2 separate regions of the Mus musculus genome follow, and region 1 is linked to region 2. The links are chromatin contacts, called in public promoter capture Hi-C maps. All regions are on one chromosome and are shown on one strand. Each heading gives the region's core, a stretch centred on a gene start, on an enhancer-like site or on the middle of the called end of the contact. The rest is flanking DNA. Distances are from core to core; before and after follow the strand shown.

What was found. Promoter capture Hi-C pulls out the DNA fragments that hold promoters and counts their contacts.
Region 1: a contact with region 2 is called in a promoter capture Hi-C map of liver, with 4 times the contacts expected there. The contact joins the promoter of Tm9sf1 here to the promoter of 4931414P19Rik in region 2. A contact is called at or near these places in 3 of 39 promoter capture datasets (hippocampal neurons, liver and pre-B cells) and 1 of 9 other capture datasets (liver).

What each region holds. Positions count from the first base shown.
Region 1 is chr14:55,639,664-55,646,043 of GRCm38.p6, reverse strand. It overlaps Tm9sf1 (transmembrane 9 superfamily member 1), which reads left to right and starts at 2,673. Exons shown (of 5, transcript NM_001360063.1): 1 at 2,673-3,450; 2 at 4,456-5,077; 3 at 5,474-5,659. The coding sequence starts at 3,106. It also overlaps a transcript of Tssk4 not described here.
Region 2 is chr14:54,604,059-54,610,395 of GRCm38.p6, reverse strand. 4931414P19Rik (RIKEN cDNA 4931414P19 gene) reads left to right here and starts at 4,488. Exons shown (of 7, transcript NM_028890.2): 1 at 4,488-4,593.

The DNA.
Region 1 (6,380 bases), core at 1,424-3,923, 1.0 Mb before region 2:
CCTACTGAGTATGTGGCCCTGCTGGCACCGCAGGCCCAAAGTCTATTGGAATTCAGCTCTACAACCTGGTACGATTAAAGAACTGCCCAGAGTACATCACAGTTAAGGAGATGCACCCCAGTACTGCTCATCAATGTGCATTAACCAGGCCTGGATAGGTGGTTTGGTAATAAACTGGTAATAATCTCTCATCACAAATAGAAGGTATACCAATTTGTTCAAGACAGAGAGAGAGAGAGAGAGAGAGAGAGAGAGAGAGAGAGAGAGAGAGAGAGAGAAAGAGAAAGAGAGAGAGAGAAACATCCAATATTTCTATGTGAACCCAGAGTATTCCAGAAAGTTAGTATACCTGGAGTAGCATCAGGATATGGCTCTGTAAGGCCTCGTGTTAAGCTATTTTCTACTCTACGTTGTTCCAGTCCAAGTTTGTTATACATAAAAATCAGAACTTGTCAAAAAAAAAATCAGTAGTTAAGAGATCTTTGTGCTTGCTCTTCCAAGATCCTGGGTTTAGTTCCTAGCATCCACACTCAGCAACATGTAACTCCCTCTAATTCAAGCTACAGAGGAACCAACATCCTCTTCTGGCCTCCTTGGGCATCCCTACATCTGTGGCATACATACACAATTGTTTTAAAGCTAGATAGATATGAAAAGGTAGAAATAAAAACAAGAGCTGGGCGGTGATGGCGCACACCTTTAATCCCAGCACTCGGGAGGCAGAGGCAGGCGGATTTCTGAGTTCGAGGCCAGCCTGGTCTACAGAGTGAGTTCCAGGACAGCCAGGGCTACACAGAGAAACACAAACAACAAATGTAGCACAGTGGCTCACCCTGAGACCCCTTGCTGAGGCAAGAGAATCGCTGTAGGTCTGAGGCCAGATGAGGCTGCCGAGACCCGTCTCAATAAAACCTCCAATTAACCAACCCCAGAACCCGATACTCAGCCCCTTCTCTTCCTGAGGTACTGCCGGTTTAACAGTCCTTCCAGCAGTAGTTTGAAAAATGGTCCCAGAGGAAGGTGGCTCAGAGGCTAGCAAGGTGGTTGACATGAAAGAGTATGGGGCCTCTACATCAAGAAAATGATGGAAAACAAAGAATCAGGAAACAAATCAAGGGAGCTTGCGATTTGAGAGGTGCTAAGAGAAGCTTTGATTTCTGGCTTCACTGGGTAGGTCATCCAAAGAAAACTCCAAAGCATCTTAAGTTATTCCTAACCACAGAACTCAGTCAGGCCTGCCTCAGTACCGCAAGCCTTGCACACACTTGCAGTCCCAGCTACTCGCGAAACCGAGGCAGGGCTATTGCTTCGGCAGCAGTTCCAAGGCCAGTCAGGCAACACAGCAAGACTGACTGTCTTGAGGAGGGCAAAGGGGTCAAAACAAAAGCCACTGTGTCTGGCTCAAGCCTAGCTTCCTAGACTCTAACCGCTTCAGGACAGTGGGTGGATCAGAAAAGAACAGTCGTAGGAGTGAGGAAAGAATGGCTGCTTGTGATTTCTCTCAGTACTTGCTTCCGCCAGAATAGAAAAATTGAAGTCAGCTTCCTTCCGTTTGCTCCCATGTTGCCAAGTGAAAGTCACTGTTCAAAAGGGGCAGAGCCCCTTCACAACAGCTTGAGCCAGACAAAAGTAACGCGTTCAAAGAAACCTGCAAAGTTAGGGAGAAGTCCAAACGTCCCACAGACGAACTTGGGAACAAAATGACGGAAGTGAGATGGTACCTGTAAGCTCTGAAACTCTGAAGGCGGAGACTCAAAAGACCCCGGGTTCGAGGTCTGCAGGGACTCCACATTCAAAAAACAAAACAAAAACCTACTTCCGATCAAAAACCGCGCTGTCGGGCTGGTGAGATGGCTCTGTGGGTAAGAGCACCCGACTGCTCTTCCAAAGGTCCCGAGTTCAAATCCCAGCAACCACATGGTGGCTTACAACCATCTCATAACGAGATCTGACTCTCTCTTCTGAAGTGTCTGAGGACAGCTACAGTGTACTTACATATAATAAATAAATAAATCTTAAAAAAAAAACGCGCTGTCAACCCGCACAACTTGCAGGGTGAAATGGCAAACTGTAGGTGCACCTCACCTACCTCCCGCATGCCTGTTGCCAACAATAACCGGTCCGTGCCTCCAGAAAGCCTCGGAGGGGCACCTTTACCAAGGTGTTGGAGGCTACAGGTCCCTGGCGTGGGAACGCGGCACAAAGCCCCGCCCCGCCCAGGTTAGGGACAACTTTCCGCGTCCGGGCCGACCTCAGCAGCCGGGGGCGGGTGCCGCGCTCCCGCTCCCCAGCTGTCTCTCTCCATCCTAGAGAGGACAGCCCAGCCGCGCGAGAGCCCGTGGGAAGCCGCCCGCGACACACCGGCGAGCATCGCGGAGCTCTTGGCTCAGGAGAAGAGCCTTCCCGCCTTCCCGGAGCTGAGGTCCCCGTCGGCGAAGGCGGAAGTGGTAAGACTGACGTGTCCGGGCTGCGGTGCTGCTCGCCGGGACGACCACTGGCATCGCTCGGTGGCTCGGGGAGCGAGCATCGTGGAATCCGTGGCCGGGCCGGATTGCGGGCGAACCAGAGCTCTTCCAGGAGCATTCGAATGAGCCGAGGGCGGACGCCGGCGACGTGGCAGCAGCCGCGGCAATCAGGCGCAGCGGCGGACAACCCGGAGGAGGTCCGTCGTCAGGTCCTCCGCAAGCCTACCGCTCCGGCGCCGCTGTCTGGAAGACCGGGGCAGAAGCCCAAGGGCAGCTACGGGGCCCCGTGAGGCCACTGGCGCCTCTTTGGCCAGCCGGTACCTCGCAGTGAGGACCCTGGAGCTGCGGCGAGTGCCCCTTCCGTAGCAGCGAGCCCGCCGGGCGTTGCTATAGAAACGGGTTGGCACGCGCAGCCCCGGGCTGGGGAGGCCTAGAGGCGTGAACCCTAGGTTGGGAGTACTATTGAGTGCACGCCAGGCCCCGTCTTTGGGATAGATAAGTTCTGTGGTGTGGGGATCGGGAGGCCGAAGGGAGGAGGTGGAGCCAATGGGCACTTGAGAGACCAGAACCGGGTCATCATGATTTGATTCCTAGTTTCTGTAACCACGGGATTCCCCCAACAGGTTCTGCTGCCTTAAGGATGACAGTCCTAGGGTACCCTCGAAGTTGGAGCTGCCATTGTTTGCCAGTCCTGATACTGTTGCTGGGCATAGGCCATGGGCCATGGGTGGAAGGTGTCACACACTACAAGCCCGGCGACCCTGTCATTCTATATGTCAACAAAGTGGGACCCTACCATAACCCTCAGGAAACTTACCACTACTATCAGCTTCCAGTCTGCTGTCCTGAGAAGATCCGCCACAAAAGTCTTAGTTTGGGTGAAGTTCTGGATGGGGACCGAATGGCCGAATCTTTGTACGAGATCCGCTTTCGGGAGAATGTGGAGAAGAGAATTCTGTGTCACATGCAGCTCAGTTCTGCACAGGTCAGCTGCTCTCCGCGGTACATATCACTCAGCCCTCCTTGCTAGGGACTAAGGGTGCCTTGCATCTATGGTACCTTTATGGAAATTATGTTTGGACTCCAACTACAACCCCGTGTACTTGCTTAGATGTTCCAAACTGACTTTTCAAGATAACATGGATCCAGAGATGCAGAGCGGGGAGCTTAGAGCCTAAGGCTCTTCGCTGTCAGTAATAGGTCCCAGAGTCCTGTGCAAGTCTCTCTCCTTCCGTACATGCCTCTGTTTTTTTCCATGACTTTTTTTTTTACTTTTTAGCCTTCCCTGTTACTTTTCTTTTTTTTCCTTTAGCAAATTTTGGAACTTCTTAATTCCAGTCTTTTTATACTTTGCTCCATTTATTTTTCTGAGACTTTATCCTAGCAAAGAGATCCTTGTTCTTTTTTGGGGCTAATATACCAGAATCAGTCAGTGAGTCTCAATGGAAAACAGTTTTGTACCTAGGTACTTTGGCAGTGTATAAAGACATTTGGTTTGGTTGGTTTAGGGGTTTGTTCTTGTTTTGAACATTGAGATAAGGTCTTACTATGTAGCCAAGGCTAGCCTCAAACCCAATAGTAACCTTCTAAGTGCTGGGATAACAGGTTTGTTCTATACCAGATCTCTACCCATCAACTAAGATAGGCTTTCTCTATGTAACAACAGCCCTGGATGTCCTGGAACTCTCTCTGTAGACTAGGATGGCCTTGAACTCACAAGAGATCTACCTGCCTCTGCCTCCCCAGTCCTGGGACTAAAGGCGTGCACCACCGTAGCCCATCTTGGAAATAATTTTGATTGTCACAGCTCAGTGGTACTATTGGTATGTAGTGTGTAAGGATCAAGGATGCTGACCCCTGCCATGCACAGATCAGTATCTCCCTACAACACAGAATTAGCCAAACCAAAATAGGAGTACCGCCAAGTCTTCAAAACCCTGTTTAACTCTGCGAGGCTTTGTGTAACCGACTCCTGGCTTGTTCTTTACAGGTGGAGCAGCTGCGCCAGGCCATTGAGGAATTGTATTACTTTGAGTTTGTGGTCGATGATTTGCCAATCCGTGGTTTTGTGGGCTACATGGAAGAGAGTGGCTTCCTGCCACATAGCCACAAGATAGGCCTCTGGACACATTTGGACTTCCACCTAGAATTCCATGGAGATCGAATTATATTTGCCAATGTTTCGGTGCGGGACGTCAAGCCCCACAGCTTGGATGGGCTGCGGTCTGATGAATTGCTGGGCCTTACTCACACTTACAGTGTGCGCTGGTCTGAGACGTCAGTGGAGCATCGGAGTGACAGGCGCCGAGGTGATGATGGAGGCTTCTTTCCTCGAACCCTGGAAATCCATTGGTTGTCCATCATCAACTCCATGGTGCTTGTGTTTTTACTGGTGGGTTTTGTGGCTGTTATTCTAATGCGTGTGCTTCGAAATGACCTGGCTCGGTACAACCTAGACGAAGAGACGAGCTCTGGCGGCTCTAGTGACGACTTTGACCAGGGCGATAATGGCTGGAAAATTATCCATACAGATGTCTTCCGCTTCCCTCCATACCGTGGTCTGCTCTGTGCTGTGCTTGGTGTGGGCGCCCAGTTCCTGGCCCTTGGCACTGGTGAGGGGATATGAATTGCTCTCAGGGTAGCAGATAGGTCATTAGAAAAGTTCAGTGAGCCGGGCATGGTGGCGCACGCCTTTAATCCAGCTTGGTCTACAAAGTGAGTTCCAGGACAGCCAGGGCTATACAGAGAAACCCTGTCTCTGGAAAAAAAAAACAAAAACAAAACAAAAAAAAAAAAGAAAAAAAGTTCAGTGGATTTCCTCTTGTGTTCAAGGTGAGAAAGAGACCTAAGGGACTCGGTAGCTCTAGTGCGGATGTGTGTGGGTTTTCCTGACTCCAGTAGAACTAGGAAAATCACCTGAGGGACCTGGGTTAAGGGGGATGATTTCTCTGAGGTCGAGAAGAGGTGTTGGTGAGGCCTAACTGGAGCTTTCCACTACTACCTTACAGGCATTATTGTCATGGCGTTGCTTGGCATGTTCAACGTGCACCGTCACGGGGCCATTAACTCAGCAGCGATCTTGTTGTATGCCCTGACCTGCTGCATCTCTGGCTACGTGTCGAGCCACTTCTACCGGCAAATTGGAGGCGAGCGTTGGGTGTGGAACATCATTCTCACCAGCAGCCTCTTCTCTGGTGAGAACACGCCCTGTTATTGGGTCTGCCTGGACTTAGTAACTAAGAACACATCATGGGTCCAGGGGCAGAATCACAGTGCAGGGGCCATAAGGAGAAGGCTTTGATACTTACATTTACAAGTGTTTTGCCTGCATGTGCAACACATATGTAACATGTACAACATTGTGCAGTTCATGCATATAGTCCCTATGGTAGCCTATGGAACCCTGGAACTGGAGTTACAGATGGTTGTAAGCCACCATGCGGGTGCTGGGAACTGAACCCCGGAGCTTCAGTAAAAAATAGCAAAAAATAGTAAAAATAGCGCTTTTAACCACGGAACTTTCTCTCCAGCCCCTGGGTGGGATGGGGGTAGGGGTGGGGAGTGGGGTCAAAAGACAATCCATCGGAAAGAATATTTCTTTATCTTAGACAGGATCTTGACCTATATAGTCCAGGCTGTCTTTGGGTTTATGATCTTCCAGTTTAACCGCTTGAGTACTGCGACTATAACTCAGGAAAATACCTATTTCTTTTTGAATAGTTAAAAGTTGTTAAGTGGGGGAAAGTGGCTAGACACTGAACATTTGATACGTCATGTGACATAGGCAATGTAGTCCCCGTTGCACACGATGAGGAGACTAAACTAGGACAGGGTCTTACTGTGGAGCCCACGTGAGCCTTTAACTGCCTCCTGGGTTATAGGGTTGTGGGTGCACATCACCATGCCTGGGTTTCA
Region 2 (6,337 bases), core at 3,239-5,738:
AACCTGTCTGGAAAAAACAAATAGGTAGAAGAGGTAGTGGTAGGATTAGGAGTTCAAAGCCATTCTTGTCTCTCTAGCAAGGATGAGGCCAGCCTGGGTACAAGTCAAAACAGAAAACAACAAAAATAAGGGCTGGAGTGATGGCTCAGAGGTTAAGAGCACTGTCTGCTCTTCCAGAGACCCTGAGTTCAATTCCCAGCCAACCATAAAGTGACTCATAAGCATCTTTAATGAGGTCTGGTGCCCTCTTCTGGCCTGCAGGCATACATGCAGGCTGAGTGCTGTATACATAATAAATGAATGAATATTTAAAAACAAAACAAAACAAGACAAAAACCCAGCAGCAGTTGGGCGTGGTGGCACACACCTTTAATCCCAGCACTCGGGAGGCAGAGGCAGGCGGATTTCTGAGTTCGAGGCCAGCCTGATCTACAGAGTGAGTTCCAGGACAGCCAGGGCTACACAAAGAAACCCTGTCTCGAAAAAACAAACAAACAAAAAACCCCAAAACCAGCAGCAAAAGAGGTAGGATAATGAGTAAGTCTGAGGGGTACAGATGGGGAGTATCTAAGGGGAGTGCTCCCCTCTTACCCAGAGTAATAGAGGATCTATCTTAGTGTGCACTCTTGGGGTCTTTTCTTTTTCCTCTTATGTTACTGTTTTCTTAGAAGATCGCCTTCTGCCAGGGCCATAACACAAGAATAAAAGTGACCAGCAAGCACTGGCCTTAAGACACAAGGGCTTTATGCTTTAAAATAAACTTCTCTTGTAACCGAGCATCACCAATGTTTTATGTTTATTTCTTGTATGTTTTAATAAATTCTACTTTCCTCGGGAAGCCAGAATCATATTGGGAAAGCTTTAATTACAGTGGGCAAGAAGAAATCGCAGACACAGCAACCAGAACCGCCCCCAGGAGCAGCTGCTGCCTCCTCTCTGACCCAGGCTGCCTCTCCTCTCCCTTAGCCTGCTGACTGTCCTCATCCCTCAGGGCTCCACCAGGCCTGGCCTCAAAGCCAAGCTCTGGTTTCCAGAGGCTATGCCCAACTGAAGCTTAAAAAAAAAAAAAAAAAAAAATCCTAAAATATCTGCTTTGCATTTGTTAATGGGTCAGGCAGAAGGAATTCTACTCATGTCAGCTTCTTGAGGTTATTTAACTCAACTCACTTCTCCCAGAAGCCTTTGCCTTTGAGTTAGGTGCTTAACACAACTCAGTACTTAACCCTTCATAGTTCAGGTTCAGCTGTCACTAGAGACGAATTGCTGACCTGGCTTATTTAAAAGAAAGAAGATACCATGGGTTCAGGGGCAAAAAGTTAAAAACACTTGTTCTTTTTTTTATTTATTTATTGCCAGGCGTGGTAGCACATGCCTTTAATCCCAGCACTTGGGAGGCAGAGGCAGGTGGATCTCTGAGTTTGAGGCCAGCCTGGTCTACAGAGTGAGTTCCAGGACAGCCAGGGCTACACAGAGAAACCCTGTCTCAAAAAACAAAAACAAAAAAGATGTATTTATTTATGTTATTTATATGAGTATACTGTAGCTGTCAGATACAGCAGAAAAGGGCATCAGATCCCATTACAGATGGTTGTGAGCCACCATGTGGTTGCCTGGAATTGAACTCAGAACCTCTGAAAGAGCAGTCAGTGCTCTTAACCACTGAGCCATCTCTCCAGGCCCCAAGAGCACTTGTCCTTATATAGGATCCAGGTTTCATTCCCTAGATGATGGTGGCTTACAAACATGCATGTCTGGAGTTCCAGGGGATCTGATGCCCTCTACTGCCCCCCCTCCCACATAAAAATAATTTTACCTCCATATCAACTCTCTGACATGCATACAATAAATAAACAAGAATAAATTAAAAAGTATCTGTTTAGTATTTATTTAGTGTGTGTGTTCAGGTCAGAGGGAGGGCAACTTGCAGGCCTTTGTGTGTGTGTGTGTGGGGGGGGAGATACTAGAACCATAGTGTACATGTGGAGGTCAGAAAACAATTTGGTTAGAGGACAGCTGTTGGGAGGGGGGAGTGGAGTGGCGGGGGGGGGGGGGAGAATTGGTTCACTCCTTCAGCATCTGGGTCCTGAGGATAGAACATGGATCATCAGGCTTACTGGCAGCTTCCTTTACCTGCTAAGCAATCACTACACACTACCCCCCACCCCTAACTGAACAGAAAATCCACTTTGTGCCCTGGGAGGGTGTAGCCCAGTTGGAGAATATGTGCGTACTTAGCATGAGCAAGGCCATGAGAATGGAAAAAAAAAGTTTCCTTTAGTTCACACAATGTTTGGTCAACATCAGCTGCTATCCCTCAGGAGCTGGCCACTTTGGTGTTTTGTTGTTATTTTATTTTATTTTTTTTTTTGAGACTGACTCTCCCTCACTAGTATCTCAGAGATTAGGTCCCTGGGGCTGGCCAGCAACCCTAAGATCCCAGTGCCTCCTCCTCCACAGAGCTGGGGTTATACATACATGGCCATATGCAGCTCTGTGCGGGCGCCAAGGATGCAGCTCGGGTCCTCTCGTTTAAGCACCAAGCTCTTTACTGAGTGAGGTCCTTTCCCAGTCCCACTTCACAAACGTTAAATAATAATAATAATAATAATAATAATAATAATAATAATAATAATAATAAAAGCAATCAATAAACCAGGCACTGCTTACGGATTTTCATGTAACAAGGAGAAGTTATCACTCCCTCTGAGGTACCCAGAAAGCTGGAATCACAGAGGCAATAAGTGTGAGAAAGGAAGCTACAAGGACTGAGACCAGAGAGAGGAACAGGAAAGTAATGGAGGGAAACCGGGAGACTGTTACTGGATGCAGCAGGGAAAGATGGATAGAGACACTGACAGGCAGAGCTGGACCAGGAGGCTTTGGCGAGGAGGCATACGGAGACTGAGGACGGTGACTGGGAGTAGAAGCTAATGCCCAGTGAAGCCTGTTCCCCTGGAGACAGAGCCATCCTCCGGCCACACATAATGACACATGCCTCTGTGTGTTGTGCCCCTGTACTGTCACAGTCGCTTACCCTCTGTAAGAAGCCATGTCAACATTGCTGTGCAAAGCTGGAGACGTCTGCAGTCTCCTCTTCAACACAGCCAGGCCACAGCCAGAAGCATAGAAACTGCTTCCAGAACAAGAGGGAAAAAGAAACGGGAACACATCTTTTTCTTTTAATGTGGTTAAAGCATGCATCACCATTTTTAGAGTTCTTTTCATTTTCTTTTATAAACTCATAGGTCAGGGGTTCGAGTGAGGAGGAAAAGGCAGGAAGTCCTAGAAAGAAGACTTGAGAAGGGTCATGGGTTTCAGATATTAAAACATAAATAAATAGGTGAGAGAGAGAGAGACGGAGAGGGAGAGGGAGAGGGGGGGGGGAGAAAGAGAACTTAGTGTCCAGCAGAGACACTGGTGAAGGCTGCCAAACCCCTGTGGACTTGAGTTTGATCCTTCAGACCCTCTAGGTGGAGAGAATTCCTGCAAGTTGTCCCCTATTCTTTTTTTTTTTTTTTTTTTTTTTTTTCTTTTTTCTGAGACAGGGTTTCTCTGTATAGCCCTGGCTGTCCTGGAACTCACTTTATAGACCAGGCTGGCCTCGAACTCAGAAATCCGCCTGTCTCTGCCTCCCGAGTGCTGGGATTAAAGGCATGCGCCACCACACCTGGCACAAGTTGTCCCCTAATTGCCACACTTTGCATTGCGGCACGCGAGTGCCCCCACCAAAAGAAAAAATACACACACACACACACACACACACACACACACACACACACACGTATGTATGTATGTATGTTAGTGTGTGTGTGTGTGTGTGTTCGCGCAAACGTTTTATAATAAAAAGGTGCAGTGAGACCGGTTTATGGACTGCTTAAAATCGAGGTTTAAGCAATGGTCTACATGCAGGGTGTGTGAGGGAGACATTTTGGTTTCTTCAGAATGTGGTTTTAGCCTAGTAGGGGAGCCTGGCTCAGGCTGTGCAAAAACAAGCCCCAAGTGTAAGGCTACTTAGCCTCTCACTTGAACAACGTTACACTCATAGATGTTCATGTAAAGGTGGGCTGCTAGACAACTTGTGTGACCCAGAGACACTGGCCTGGGAAACCAAGGGTTGGAGGGCCTCGCCCCCCAAACCTGACGCTCAATCAGCCTAAGAGGTCCCAAGTTCGCTAGTTCTCCCAGCTTAGCAATGTCAGAGGGCGCTCACTCACAGGGTGGTTCTTCTGAGCCTGGCTTGGGGGGCGGGGAGGGAGAACGAGACGGGAAAGATGAGCGGACAGCGAGGAGAAAGGGAAGGGCAGTGGGCGCATCGGCCAGGTCCGGGAGCTCGCGGCCCTCGGGGGCCCCCCGGACGGGCGCCTCGGGTGCGGCGCGTGTGCTTGCGGGCGGGGCGGGCGGCGGCCAATCCGGGCGGGCGGCCGGGAAGGGGCGGGGCTTGTGAGCTCCGGCTCCGCGAGTCCTCCTTTTTTGCACACACACGAATACAAAGAGCCATACGACCTTCGAGTATCCTTTTTCCATTTTTTTTCCTCCTTCATCTTGTGTGCGTTTTCCAAATTTTTAAAAATAGAGATCTGTGGCAGTGCTGGGGTGAGGAAACTGTTGCTAAGGGGAATTTGCTCTTTTCCCCATTTCTTTTCCTGTCTCTCTTTCTCTTTCTTTTTCCTGGTCGAGGTTTAAAAATATACCAAGTTGAGAAGCCGTGTGCAACTGTTCCCAGACCAATTTACAGATTTTTTTTTTCTTTTTGGATCACATTTTAAGAATTGGTAAATTTTGTGGTTGAAGGATTTAAATTTTAGTCGCTTGGGGAAGTATAGATTTGTTTTTAATCGGGTTAAAGCGATAATGTGAATTTCTACCACAGGCAACAGAGAGATTTGAGGTGCCCTCACAAAGCCTTTGGCATGTATTTTAGACACACTCACTCAGAACCAAAACCAAGTGCTGTAGCAGCAATGTAGCAGCGAGTGTGACAGGCCAATAGATTAAATATACTGGGTTATTTTAATTGGGACACTCATTTCCCAGGAGAGAAGGGAAAGCTCTCTCACAGTGTTTTGCACACACAATTTCATGAGGACATTTGTGTGTATGTACACTTAAAACATACCATTTCGTATGGATTCATCTTGTGGTTTATTCTTTGTATTTATGTAAAGTATGTGTATATGTGCTGTTATCGGATTTTATTTTTAAAGTGTTTTCATTTGATTTTATGTGTGTAAAATAGACCTTAGGATGTTTTTTCCCCTCTGTGTTCCCAAATGTGATCAAAACAGGATTTCAAATGCAAAGTAAAGCGTAGAGGAAATCCTGCACTTAGCATACTTAAGAACTTTCATCCTATTGGAATTTACCTTCTTTTCTGCTTCTTTTTATATCAGATTAGTGAATAATTAAATAATTGCCCCAAAGCCTGCAGTCAGTGTGTTTGGCAAACGAAGTGGGGGGGACGGGGACTGAGTGTGTAGTCCAGAGCCTTTTAGTGACTTTTTAAATGCTTTTGGTTTTTTATTGGTTTTCCTTCCTAAACATGCAACTGTGTATATTTTAGCCTTTATGAGTAGTTTTGGGGGGAGGTACCAGAAGGGAATCTCCTGGCATTTTGACAAAGTGACCTTTTATTGGTTGGGATTTGTTTGGAAAACTCCACATCTGGGAAAGTGTGTGAGACAATATTCTAGTCCAGTTACTGAACGGGGGTGGGGGTGGGGTCCTGGGAGGGGTACTTGGGGTAGGGGCAAGAGGAGGCAAACGCAAAACCCAGGAGGGATAAGAAATACAATGTGATTGTTATTTTGCTTTCTGTGAATGCAAAGCTTCCCCCATATCGTCACATTTTTGGAAAAGTGTGTGTGCATTGAAGGACTGTTGCCTGGGGCAGAGGCCCCCCTTCCCTTGGGAGTTCTATGCTGAGACAGGCTTATTAAGAGTTAGACAGGATTTGCCCAAATCCAGTCTGTGTTTAAAGACTTGAGTGAAAACATTATAGTGTATGTGGATGGCAATCAGGGTCGGTTACAATGTTGTAACCGGGAGATTAAAGTGCAAGTTTTCACTACAACCAAACCCCCGTGCTTCTTAGTTCAGTGTTGTGTAGAGACAGCATTTAAAGACACCTAAACAATACCTGCAGTATAATTTATACTAATAAGGAGAATGCCCTGGCTCAGGTTGACTAGACTTATTTACAGTGACTTTTTATTTCCCAGCAATACAAACCAGATTGGGACACAATGATTACTGGTCCCAGGGTGGACCTTCCGCAAGTTTAGACAATGCATATCTTTGAAATGTAGTTATATTCTAGCGAACTTAGTGACCCCAGGAG